2 separate regions of the Hordeum vulgare genome follow, and region 1 is linked to region 2. Evidence: chromatin contacts called from public Hi-C data. All regions are on one chromosome and are shown on one strand. The core of a region is the stretch at or near the end of the contact, and the rest is flanking DNA. Distances in the headings are between cores, read along the strand shown. Region 1 holds the start of LOC123448398 (peptide chain release factor APG3, chloroplastic). Region 2 has its middle 15 kb from the start of LOC123448397.

The links. A called contact is a pair of places that touch in the nucleus more often than the background predicts.
Region 1: a Hi-C map of leaf shows a contact between it and region 2, with 2.6 times the contacts expected there. The contact joins the promoter of LOC123448398 here to the enhancer-like site in region 2. A contact is called at or near these places in 5 of 6 Hi-C or Micro-C datasets (leaf, seedling and an unstated tissue) and 1 of 1 datasets of contacts at active chromatin or transcription factors (embryo).

Annotation. Positions count from the first base shown.
Region 1 is chr4H:209,767,485-209,773,322 of MorexV3_pseudomolecules_assembly, forward strand. It overlaps LOC123448398 (peptide chain release factor APG3, chloroplastic), which reads left to right and starts at 2,469. Exons shown (of 14, transcript XM_045125255.1): 1 at 2,469-2,710; 2 at 2,802-2,858; 3 at 3,194-3,274; 4 at 3,360-3,417; 5 at 3,497-3,604; 6 at 4,041-4,090. The coding sequence starts at 2,573.
Region 2 is chr4H:209,646,490-209,652,691 of MorexV3_pseudomolecules_assembly, forward strand. No RefSeq gene overlaps it. Among protein-coding and RNA genes, the nearest start is that of LOC123448397, 15 kb to the left of the region's middle. Within about 2 kb of position 2,137, at least 2 of the 3 cell types and tissues checked have open chromatin away from gene starts, as enhancers often do. A contact at or near this core is called in leaf, where this site is marked.

The sequences.
Region 1 (5,838 bases), core at 1,219-3,718, 120 kb after region 2:
ACCATAATGGAAACTGAAGTTTGTTGCAGCCTGCATGTATATCTTTTCCCGTGCGTGACCACATTGAATGCTAGATGCGAATAAAAATACCACGTGTGGAGGGCCTAAAACCAAGGTAACATGCAAGGCCCAAAAGAAGCTTACCCACGCAACCCTGTGGGCTTCTTTTTTTAATATTTTTTTGAGTTAACTTTGTGGAGCGGAGCGACAGGCCGGCAACTTGTCCCACCTTGCACACCTCGTTTAGTCCCACCTCGTTTGTTTGAGGAGAAGGTGAGAGCAACTTGTCTATATAACAGGCTAACGTGACTGGTAAAATGCACTGCTAATGTCTTGGCACATCGGTATAAACCGATACTGAACCGAATTTATCGGTTAACCCAAATTTCCGTTTGCTATTATGGACTCTTATTTTCGGTTTCCAATTCTGAAAACCAAATCTATACCTAATAATAAGGGAAAAGATTACATCCCACCGGTTGATCCATCCATCGTCCGCTCGTCCATTGGATCTCGCCTCGATCATGAATCATTTTTCGAAACTGGAGCGTTGTTTCAGGAACGGGGGCTAAAGCTGGAGCACTCCAGGTTCCTCGTCGTGGCTCCTCTACTACCGGGGACGAGCCTGTCGGAGTGCGGCGAACCGCCGCCGCCGTCGGTCCTCGCCGAATCCCCACCTCGCCGACGAGATCCAGCCCCTCGCCGGATCCCCACCTCGCCTGATCCCCACCTCGGGCGGCGAACGGGGAGGTGTGCGGCGCGGACGCCGGCGAGCTCCCGCCGACGGGGAGCTTCTCTGCCTCGCTGGAGATGCGTCCCTGCTCGCGCGTCCGACTCTCCGTTGAGCATGGGTCCCGGCTGCAACGTGACTTTCGTTGCAAAAATTCCTCAAACTCGACCGTTGTTGCAAAAAATTCTTTGTAAAAATACCTATGTTACAAAAAGACGAAGAAAAAAAAATCTACAACAAGCAAATTGTTTGTGAAACTCGACCGTTGTTTCAGGAATTAACGGATCCAAAGTTTATTTCTTGCAACAAAGCGAAAGTTTCCGCAACTCGAGCGTCATTTCAGGAAATAACTACTGACCATGTGGCGGGGATGCGGGCGTTAGATCGGCATCCGACGACTAGCTAGGTGACAGATAATTTTTAATATCATCCGGCGGACGCGTAGCGTTCCCCTAATAATAAAGCGGCTATTGCTTCCGTCGGAAAACCCACCATGGCATTTTTATAAAAGAGCCCCTGTAATTTTTGTTATTCAACCCATGCTCCATCATTTATCTGCAACGCAAAAGAAAAAAACGATTCGCTGCAAAAATTATACCCGTACGCATCGCCTCCTCCAGTCGACCCTGGGCCACCCTGGCCTATGCCCAGGCCGCCGCCACACTACTCGCCGCCGCGGCTGTACCTCTCCCCGCTCACTGCCCCCGTTGCGACGCTCGAGCGCATCGCATCGACCCTGGTCCATCCTTGCCTGTGCCCAGGCATCCACCACACCACTCGCCGCCGCGGCCGACCTCAACCACTGCTGTCGATCTCAACCCGCCCGCCTCCGTGGTCGTACCTCTGCCCGCTTGTTGCCCCTGTTTCGGCGCTCGAGCACAGCTTCTGGATCAAATCAACGCGACAGCTGCAACGACTTGGGATGATGCGTTTGCTCGATGCAGAACGGCGGTGGCGCGCGGATAAGGTGCGGCGGAGCGAAGTACTTGCAGGTGGAGGCGGGCCTCCATGGCTCACACGGGGAACTCCGAGGTTATGGCGCGACAACGACGACTCCTTATGACCAGATAGAGGCGCCTAACCTTTGCTCCCCTCATCGTATCCCCTCCTTCGGCAGGAACTCATCATCTGGTGAGATCCCCTCCCCATGCATCCAACCGTGTGCCAAGCACCGACAAGAAATTTTTGTTTTGTGAGAATTTGTTTGCTGATGAATGAATGTATTGAATGTAAGATTGCATTGTTGTAGAGAGAGAGAATGGAACACCACCTTCAGTTTGTCATCTCATCCCACATTCTCTACCCCATGAGTGAAATAAGATAAGAGTCCCTTGATCAATTCACGTAGCCTCTTTGTTTTGCTTTGCTTGTCCCCCTCAATTTCTTATCATGGTGGAATTAACGATGGACGGGTTGATTTCTCAATAAAATAGGATAGAACTGACTACATTAGTTAGTTAGCTTATTATTTTAATAAATCAAAATGATTATAAAAGGTTACAAGCGTGTGTTATTTTTTTCTTCCGTTGCAACGCACGGACCCTTTTACTAGTATGAAAATAAATACCGAACACCTAGGCCGAATCTAGAGTAGTAATTTCAAGAAAGAGGACCACCTTCCTCAAAAGAAAAAAGAAAGAGAACCACCGAAGGCTGGGGCACACCAATCTCAAGAAAGAGAACCACTCAAGGCACGGACACGAATCAAGGCAGAGAACCATCAAAAGATATAGGCACTAATCTCAAGGCAGAGAACCGCTGGAGCTCTTCTGCACCTTTTTGTTCTATCCTGAACTCCCCATCACCACCTCTCGTCCTCTTCCTCGGCAGAAAAAGGAAAAGATGGAGGCCTTCCTCACCGGCTTCCGGGCGCCGCCTCGAGCTTCCGCCGTACCCACCGCCTGGAGCCCGCACCCCAGCCCCTTCTTTCTCGGCACACGGCACAGGAAGCCCTCCTCCGCCTCCGTGGTCTGCATGGCGGTATGGTTCCTCTTACCTTGCTTCATTGTTGCTGGCCAGTTCTTGAAGATATATAGGCGAGGGTCGTAATATGTTGTGTATTTTTGTGTAGGAGCCACATCTCATATCAAAGTTGGATTCTACAGAGAAGGCATGGAAAGAAATGTCGGTATGGTTCTGTACTCTTTTTTTTCACAGACCGTACTTCTTTGTTCACTGCAAGTACTTTTTGAATTCCCACAAACCCTTTTAGAGCCTGTTTATTTCGTAGGGATTTTCTACAATTTTAATCCTTATAAAATTTCCTACTTGAAGTTCTGTTATAAAAATATTTTGGCACCCAAGTCAAAATTTTCAAAGCTAGTCTCATTATTGGAGGAAAGCGATATGCTATATACAACTTAAATTTTGATTCTTTCATACAAGTATGAAACTTTATATTTCATTCTCATATATTATGAATTTACCATGCATGGGATCCTAATGAATGAGTATCTTCTTCAGATTAGATTGGGTGACCCTGACATTGTCTCAGATCCGGGCGAATACCAAAAACTTGCACAGTCTGTTTCCAATCTGGGAGAGGTATATTTGGCATAATTCGAGTGCCATTTGCTTGTGCATGGGTATCTTCTCCCAAATTCATCGATATTTTATGAAAAATATTCAGGTTGTGACGGCATATGGGGAATTTAAGGAATGTGAGAGGCAGATTGAAGAAACAAAAGGTTGGTATGCTTCAGTATTTATTTTGCCTTGGTTTAAGGACTGGATGTTCATATACTTTTTTATTGACCAACATGATAGCTTTGCAAAAAGAGAATGGAGATGACCCTGATATGGCTGAGATGATAGCTTCAGAGCTGGAGTCTCTCTCTGATCAGCTTGCAGAGCTCGAGGAAAGACTGACGGTAGGTATGCAGATATTTTTGATTTATACTTGTTGAAGTACTTCTTATTGCGCTTACCTTTTCATGTTAGGTACTTCTGCTTCCAAGCGACCCTCTAAATTCACGTAACATCTTACTTGAAGGTATCCGTTGGTTTCCAAGTGTCCATCTGATCCTATCAACTTATCTAGGCAGTTTCTCTGCAAAAATAAATAATAATAATAATAATAATAATAATAAATCTAGGCAGTTGCTTTGACCATGTGCAATTGTTTTATCACTACTAATTTAGGCAAGTAAAAATATGATAACTAGGGCATTTTTATTATTACCAATTCTCTTCAATTCAGTTCAGGAAAAACTTACTTAAGAGTGCCATACCGCGGAAGTGTTTAACTTACAATTGCCTCAGCTCTAGTTCAATATTTCGTAACCGAAATCTGTTTTCTTTGTTTCTGCAGTAAGAGCTGGCACTGGAGGTGATGAAGCTGGAATTTGGGCTGGTGACCTTGTAGGTAGATGCAAATCGAGTATGATTTAGCAACTGTGATAGTATATTTGTTGTTGTTTGGTCTAGGTAATTGTTATGACCGGTACAACGTACCAACGGAGGAGGCCCAATGGACAGGGTTAGTTACGGGCTTAGCCCAAGTCATCTTAGCTATCTTAGAGTCCAAGTTATATTAGAAGTCCAAGTTATATTAGAGTCCAAGTTATATTATAGTCCAAGTTATCTAGGGTTTAGTGGAGACTGTCCTCCTATATAAACACATGTACCCCTTCGATATTAAGCAGACAATAAACAATATTCTGTTGTCGTCTCCCTCAGGAGACGGGAGCCCCAAACCCTAGCCGTCTCTCTCTCTCTCTCTCTCTCTCTCACGCCTCGACGGCACCCAACCGCCGGCGCCGGCGCCGGCGTCCCCAACCTCGCAGCCCGCACTTCCACCCCTACAACCTACGTCCGAGACCTGGTAGAACCCTAGCCTCTACCAATTTGGTATCAGGTAGCTTGGGTTCGATGAATTTGTCGGACCTTCCCACCACCGCCGCCGCCGCCACCACCGCCTTCCCCGCCACCTCGCAGTAGCCGTCGCCGCAGCACCAGTCGCCGCCGTCGGCCACCTCAGGTCCGGCCGCCTCCGGTACCGCGGCCCTGGCGGCCGAAGCCGCCCCCGTCCTCTCCCCGGCGGAGATGTCCTCGGCGATCCACGACCTCACCCTGGCAGTCTCGAACCTCCGGACTTTCCTCCAGGCTCCGTACGCAACCCCGCCACCACCGCCTCCGCCGGCGGCGCCCTTCGCGCCACCGCCCCCGGCCACCGTCGCGCCCCAGGTCCGGTGGCCGCCGTCGCCGTCCCCGCTACCGACGTGGATCAACATGCCAACCTACACGACGGCGCCGCTACAGCCGACGGTGTTGCAGCCACCCGCCCCCACCTTCGGGGGTTCGGCGGGTCCACTGACCCGTACGCCGGGCGCTCCGTGGTGCCGCAGCACTCTCCTTCTGCCGCGCTGGGTCGCCACGAGGGCGCCTACGCGGCCTCGCCACACGTGCAGCAGCCACCCCGCTTCACCAAGCTGGAGTTCGCCACCTACGACGGCACCGTCGACCCCCTGAACTGGCTCAATCAGTGCGACCAGTTTTTCAGGAGGCAGCGGACCATGGCGTCCGACCGCACGTGGATCGCCTCCTACCACCTCTGTGGCGCCGCCCAGACGTGGTACTACGCCCTCGAGCAGGACGAGGGCGGGATGCCTCCGTGGGAGCGCTTTCGCGACCTGTGTCTCCTCCGGTTCGGACCCCCCCCCCCCCATACGTGGGAGCCGCCTGGCCGAGCTCGGTCGCCTTCCCTTCACCACCTCGGTGCAGGACTTCGCCGACCGCATCCAGACGTTGGCCTGCCATGCGCCTGACGTCACGGCTCGCCAACGCGCCGAGCTCTTCGTCGACGGCCTTCCCGACCACATCCGCATCGACGTCGAGATGCGCGACCCCCAGGACCTGCAGACGGCCATGTATTACGCACGCGCGTACGAGCAGCGCGCCAACGCCCTGCAGCAGGCGTTCCCGGGCCGCGGCACGCGTCCCCCGACCCGCCCCGCCCCGGTGGCCGCCACCCCGACACGCCCCGCCCTGCCGGCCACTACTGCGACTGCCCCCGCGCCGACACACACCTTCCGGCGCTTGACGTCGGCCGAGCAGCTCGAGCGGCGCCGCAAGGGCCTATGCTTCAACTACGAGGAGCCGTATACGCC
Region 2 (6,202 bases), core at 887-3,386:
GACTATGGACGAAAACGAACGATAAAAGAACGATGTACATCCTTGTTATCCCAGGCTACCGGCCTGGAACCCATCCTAGATCGATGAAGGAGAAGAAGGAGAAACTCCAAATAGAACCATCATCGTGCTCACGTCAAAGTATTACTGTACATGTACCTGAAAATGTAGTTGTAGTAATCTGGGAGCCATGGGGACTCAACAATCTCATTTCCAAAGGTATCAAGACTAGCAAAGCTTAATGGGTAAGGTATGGTTAAGTGATGAGGCTGCAGCAAGCGACTAAGCATTTATTTGAGGTGGCTAACTTACAAGTACAAGAATAAAAGGGGGATGATCTACGCATAATGTCCGTGAACTACTGATGATCAAATGAATGATCCTAAATACCTACTTACGTCAAACATAACCCCACCGTGTTCTCTTCCGGATACAAAACTCACTAGAAGAGATAGTCACGTTTACGCACACAATTGGCAAGTTTTAATTAAGTTTACTTCATGTTATATAGAACCGGATGTTAAACAAAGTTTCCAAGTTTGCCACATAACCGCGAGCACGGCTTTCCGAAAGATTTAACTCTGCAGGGGTGCTCCAACTAGTCCATCACAAACTACCACACGCTGCGATAGAATAACCTCGATCAGGAAAAACCCATCATCTCCTCGGGTTCCTATTGGAAAACCTCAACCTCGAGATAGCCCAAAGAATCCTCGGAATCCTTCACAGAAGACGCTCGAGAAAGTCAAAACAAGTCAAGCAAGGCCGCCCCGCATGTCGACGATCCCGATAGGAGCCGCATATCTCATTCTTAGGTTACGACGGATGAGCAATATCTATAGTGGCTGGATAGAAATCCCCCGAGTTGCCCCGATTGGACCCGTAAGTGTCAATGTTTGGGACCAACACCAGCAACATTGCCCCTCATGTATTATGTTTAATTACTCCTCGGGTAGCGCTAACTCCCTACGCAGCAAATTACTTATCAGTATTATTATGTTGGCAAATATAGTACTAATGTTGGGCCTTGCCAGATGAGCTTTATCCCACAACGAAAGTCAAGGGGGTCCCCATAAGAACCCCAAGCATGTTAGGAGCACTCATTTATGTAACCTAACCTCTGTAGCCGAAACTAAGGCGGCAAAGGTGCAACAAAACACCAGCCTAGATGGCCAAGCCTTCCACCTTTTACCAAGTATATAGGTGCATTAACTTAATTAGCAATAATATGGTGCTATAACAAGGAACCCATGTTATCACATGGAAGACACCTGCAAATAGCAATGCTAACACACGGTTAAGCAAGCAGTAACATAGCCAATCAGTGGTTTGCTAGGTTGTAGAAAGGTTGAAGGTTTCATGTCAATGTTGAGAGGCTGACATTTAACAGATGGTAGGCAACGAGACATAAGAAAAGAAATGATACAACTAGCATGGCACTGATAGTAATGGTATCTTGGGAAATGATCATCTTGTCTGTGATCCTGCTTGGAAGAAGAACGAACCCGTGAAGCAGACAAACCGACGTAGTCGAATGGATCCTCTCATTCCAACACGCTTACGGAACTCTATCGAGACGAAGCAAACTGGAGACAAGAGTCAACACAAGACACATTCAACACAGCACATGCACGATATGATGTACAACCTAATATGATGCATGTTCATTTCAATTATGCAAGGCGTGGCATGACAATTCACAACAGCCAAGCACTACATATTAAGTGAAGCTCAATATGCAACGAGTTGCATATTGATGAAACTCCACATATGGATTATTTAGTTCACTCCCGTTTAGGTACACGACACTTTTAAAATGTTGTTAACATGAAAGAGGTGAAGCATGTGATACTACACGTTATCCTAGTCGGTATACACATATAGCTCATCTCCAACGGAGTTACGGCCTAAAAGATACGGGCCACACAAGATCATATGACAAGAATGCAACGTGCATGCAAAACAAAAATAAATACACAGGGTGAAAATAAAAGAGAGGCCGTGGGGACGATGTTGGCTCAATGGGACAACCAACTGGAATGACTAGCTGCTCATCGTGGAAAGGGGTACACAGGATAATCCATCTAGTTAAACGGATCTGAACCTATAGCAAACAGGGGCACCGAATAACAAAATAAAATACAAACCAAAAATGGGTGTGTGTGGGATTTGAACCCCAGATCACCTGGCCTAAATGATCAACACTAAGCCACTGAGCTAACTCTATCTATGTTTCAAAGGTGCAGGTTCTCCGTTGTGTAGTGTGAGCATGGGTGCAAAGAGAAACAAATACAGAAACCAGGAAAAAATTGGTGCGTGCAGGACTCAAACACAGAACCTCGCGGATGCATGCATGCATGAATGACGAGTACGCTACACTAGAACGTCGATAACAGAAACAAATTAGCACTTCATAACCCATACAAGGCGTTGACTGGCGAAACTTGAAACAGAAACCGAGTTTCAGCTATGAACGGACTTGCTCACTGCGGAAACGAAGGGGCCGACAGCCATGGCGATACTGGGGCGGCCGGATCGACAAGCACGCCGGCGGATCTAGTCGTGGGCGGCGGAGCTTGCTGCTTTTGCAGCCTCGGGAGACCCTTGGGGCGAAGTCGTCCTGGTGGCCCATCTGCTGGCTACGACGCGCTTCGACTGAAGCAAAGGGAACCGCAGCCACGCCATGGGAGGAGCTCGGAGGCGGGGCTGGCGTGCACGAGCGAGCTGGACGGGGCGGGAGCAAGGGCGTTGAAGCTTTGTGCCCATCCACGGTGGCTTCCTGCGCAATCGGGACATAGAGAGAGTGCGACATGAAAGAGAGATGGGGTAAGGAGAGTACGGCGCGGGGGGCTTGTGGACCTGCTGCTACTGGCTAGGGCATAGATGGCGGTGGGACGTGCTCTCGCGGCGGTTCGAGGCAACGGTGTCGGTGCTAGAGTGGCGGGGAGCAGCTCCGACGGAATCAGGCAGCCCTCCGGCGGAGGCGCTGGGTACCACGGCGGGATGTGGCACTCCTATCCATGTGAGGCTATGGCTTGAGGTTTCGGTCGCCGCGGACGAGGATTGCTTGAGGGCGCGGCAGCGGAGCGAGCTCGTGCGGCTCCCCGGCATTTGCAGACGGGGCGGAGCTGGGGTCGCCGGGCACTCGGCCACAAGAGCGAGGTTGCGACCTTGGTTGCCTGTGGTGTCTGGACTAGTCCAAGGAAGGTGATGGAGACTGGGCTATGCGGTCGATTGAGGGGAATAAGCAGGAGCGGCTCTCATGGATGGATTTTTGGATTGGGAGGAGATTCTCTCGTTGGGTCGGTGCTGAACATGAGGGGAAATGGAGAGAGCGGCGGCGTTGTAGGGATGGATGGGATAGACCTCGTACTCCCTCCGTTCCTAAATATAAGTCTTTTTAAACATTTCACTAGGGGACTACATACAGAACAAAAATGAATGAATCTACACTCTAAAGTATGTCTACATACATCCGTATGTAGTCTCCTAGTTAAACCTTTTAAAAGACTTATATTTAGGAACGGAGGGAGTAGAATTTAGGGTTTCTACACATTTATATACACGAGGTAGGTTGGCTTAGGGCTATCTCAACCCTTCGATTGAAATCAAACGATCGAGATTATATAGGCTAGGGGACTCCAATGTATAAATCAGTAACGACTTAGGGTATTACGGGGTTCATCCGGATCCAACGGTCACAAACGTTGGGTTCGGGTCCGGGTGGGTATTTAGGACTAGGTTGCGTGGAGGTCGGTGCACTATGTAGAGGCGCTAGGCGTAGAATACAGGGAAAGCGAGCAGCTCGGCATCAGGGTTTAAAACAACGAAAACGTTCGACGTTGGACCGACTACAGTGCCGCTATAGGTTTAACAGTTTGGGCAGTAAACAAACTCCGATTGCGACGAAATTTGACAGGCGGCCTACCTACACACTATTAAGACCGCATGCCAAGTTTGAACTGAATTCAAGAAAGTTTCATACACACTTTTAAAAATAATATTTTATCGATGACGCGGGCGCGTGCGTGTCTGGTTGGTCTCAAAACGGTCGACGACAAAAACGGAGGGATCCGGCAACTGATAACGGATGTAGTTTTGAAAACTGGCATCAACGGAGTGTCGATGCAATGTAGATGATGTGCATGATGCGATGATGAATGCAACAAACAAACCAATCACACGCCGACAACGGAATAAAAGGGGAATCTTCTCGAGCGTTGGTCTTGGGCTGTTACACAGAAGGTCTTCTTTAACTTTCCGAGAGCGTGGAGACCGAAGATGGCTTGGATCCTCGAGGAAGCTCAAAATCATTGTCACTGGAAGTAGCAAAAGCATCCTCAGGTTCACCAGCGGGGGAGCGAGGTGCAAGATGCTTCTTCTTCTGGAGTCGCTTGACCTCATGCTCAGTGAGGTTTTCTGGAGAAGTGAGAGGCTCACCAGGCCTACGAACAACCCACACAAAGTTCAGGAAAAACATGATGAAAGGAGCATAGGTGGGGATCTTTCTGTATAAGACCCTGGAGTACAGCTCCTCCCACAACAATTTGGAAGCATCAAACGTATCTCGAGAGCCAGCTTCAGTGTGCATGGCAACAAGCAGATCAACAAATTATCCATGAATCTCATCTTGATTTTCAACCTTGGGCACAAGAACATTCCGTAAAACAAGGTGCAAAATATCATGTATCGGCGATAGGTTCTCACAGGTTCCAGAAATCCCACGTAGGGGAATGTACAAGGGGGCTAACTTCACCTTATGCATAGAAGCAGCCCAATCATGAGGACGGATGCGGCCATTCCCTTTGAGGCCAGTATCATCATAACCAAGTGCATTGCAAAAGGCACGCCACGAGACCTCAAAAACCTCATCACGACACATGAAGGTAAGGTTACGGGCATCATCAGTGCCAAAGTGAAAAGTGGCATAGAACAGGTGAACGAGCTGCACGTCAAAGGGACAGATGAGAGTCATGAGCTTGATCAAGTCCAAGTCTTCACATAGTGCAAATGCCTCTCCAAAGTAATTCATATTGTTCTTCCAGTGCTCTATGTCATTTGTCCATGGCTTGGCAAACTTGTTCTTGTGATGGTCACAGAGCTCATGCACAATCCGTAACTGTAGATCATTCCGAAAATGAGGGGAGGTCCAGCCGGGAACAATGGGGACCACATAAGGATTTTGAAAACAAACCCGCTCCCAATCAGCTTGCTTCCAGGAGTACAGTGGCTTGGCAGATTTTTGCTTGGCGGCCAAGAACTTCGCACGACGAGTGGGATTGGTAGGGATCACAACTTCCTCTTTCTCGGGGTCAACAACAAGCCTACACCTACGAGCACGTTTCTTGGAGTTCTTTAGAGGAGCAGAACGAGAGCCAGAGCCACCTGCAGAGACACGCAAGAGGAGCACACAAAAGAAACCCGTAAAATATGAAAGGGTTGTATGCAAAAGTAGGAATAAATTATGTCTCCAGAGGAGAAACAAGAATCGGTGGGGCGGGAATTACAGGGTTTGATTGAACCAGTCACCCTAGCGGTTGTACCACAACAACGGTTGTACGGCAAGTGCAAGTGGTTGTACCACAACCGCTGCTGGGGAATCGGTGCATCCGGATCTGATAAATACACCACTAATTTGTTTCTACTCATCACGAGTAATTTTAAGTCCATATAGGATCTTATCCTCCAATAGTTTTGACTAAAAAACGCGGGAGCCGAACAATGCCCTAACCAATGAGGATTCGAAGAAAAGAATCTAAGAACAAGAGAAAAATAGGGCATTACCGGCATCCATGGGAGTAGATCAGGGGAGGAAGGGCCTACATAGAGCAAATCCAAAAGGAGGCCGCAGATCCGGGGTACCGGAGGCACTTCGGTCCGGTGGTGACGGCGGCTGGTGGCTAGGGCACCGAGGGGGGAGTTGTGCACGAAAGGGGAAACTAAGCACGCCTTCGGCCTGGCCCTGTGATAACCCACAAGTATAGGGGATCGCAACAGTTTTCGAGGGTAGAGTATTCAACCCAAATTTGTTGATTCGACACAAGGGGAAGCCAAAGAATATTCTCAAGTATTAGCAGTTGAGTTGTCAATTCAACCACACCTGAAAGATTTAGTATCTGAAGCAAAGTATGAGTAGCAAGGTAGTGTGATAGCAACGGTAACAGTAGTAGCAGCAACAGCAGTGATAGCAATAGTGACAAAGTAA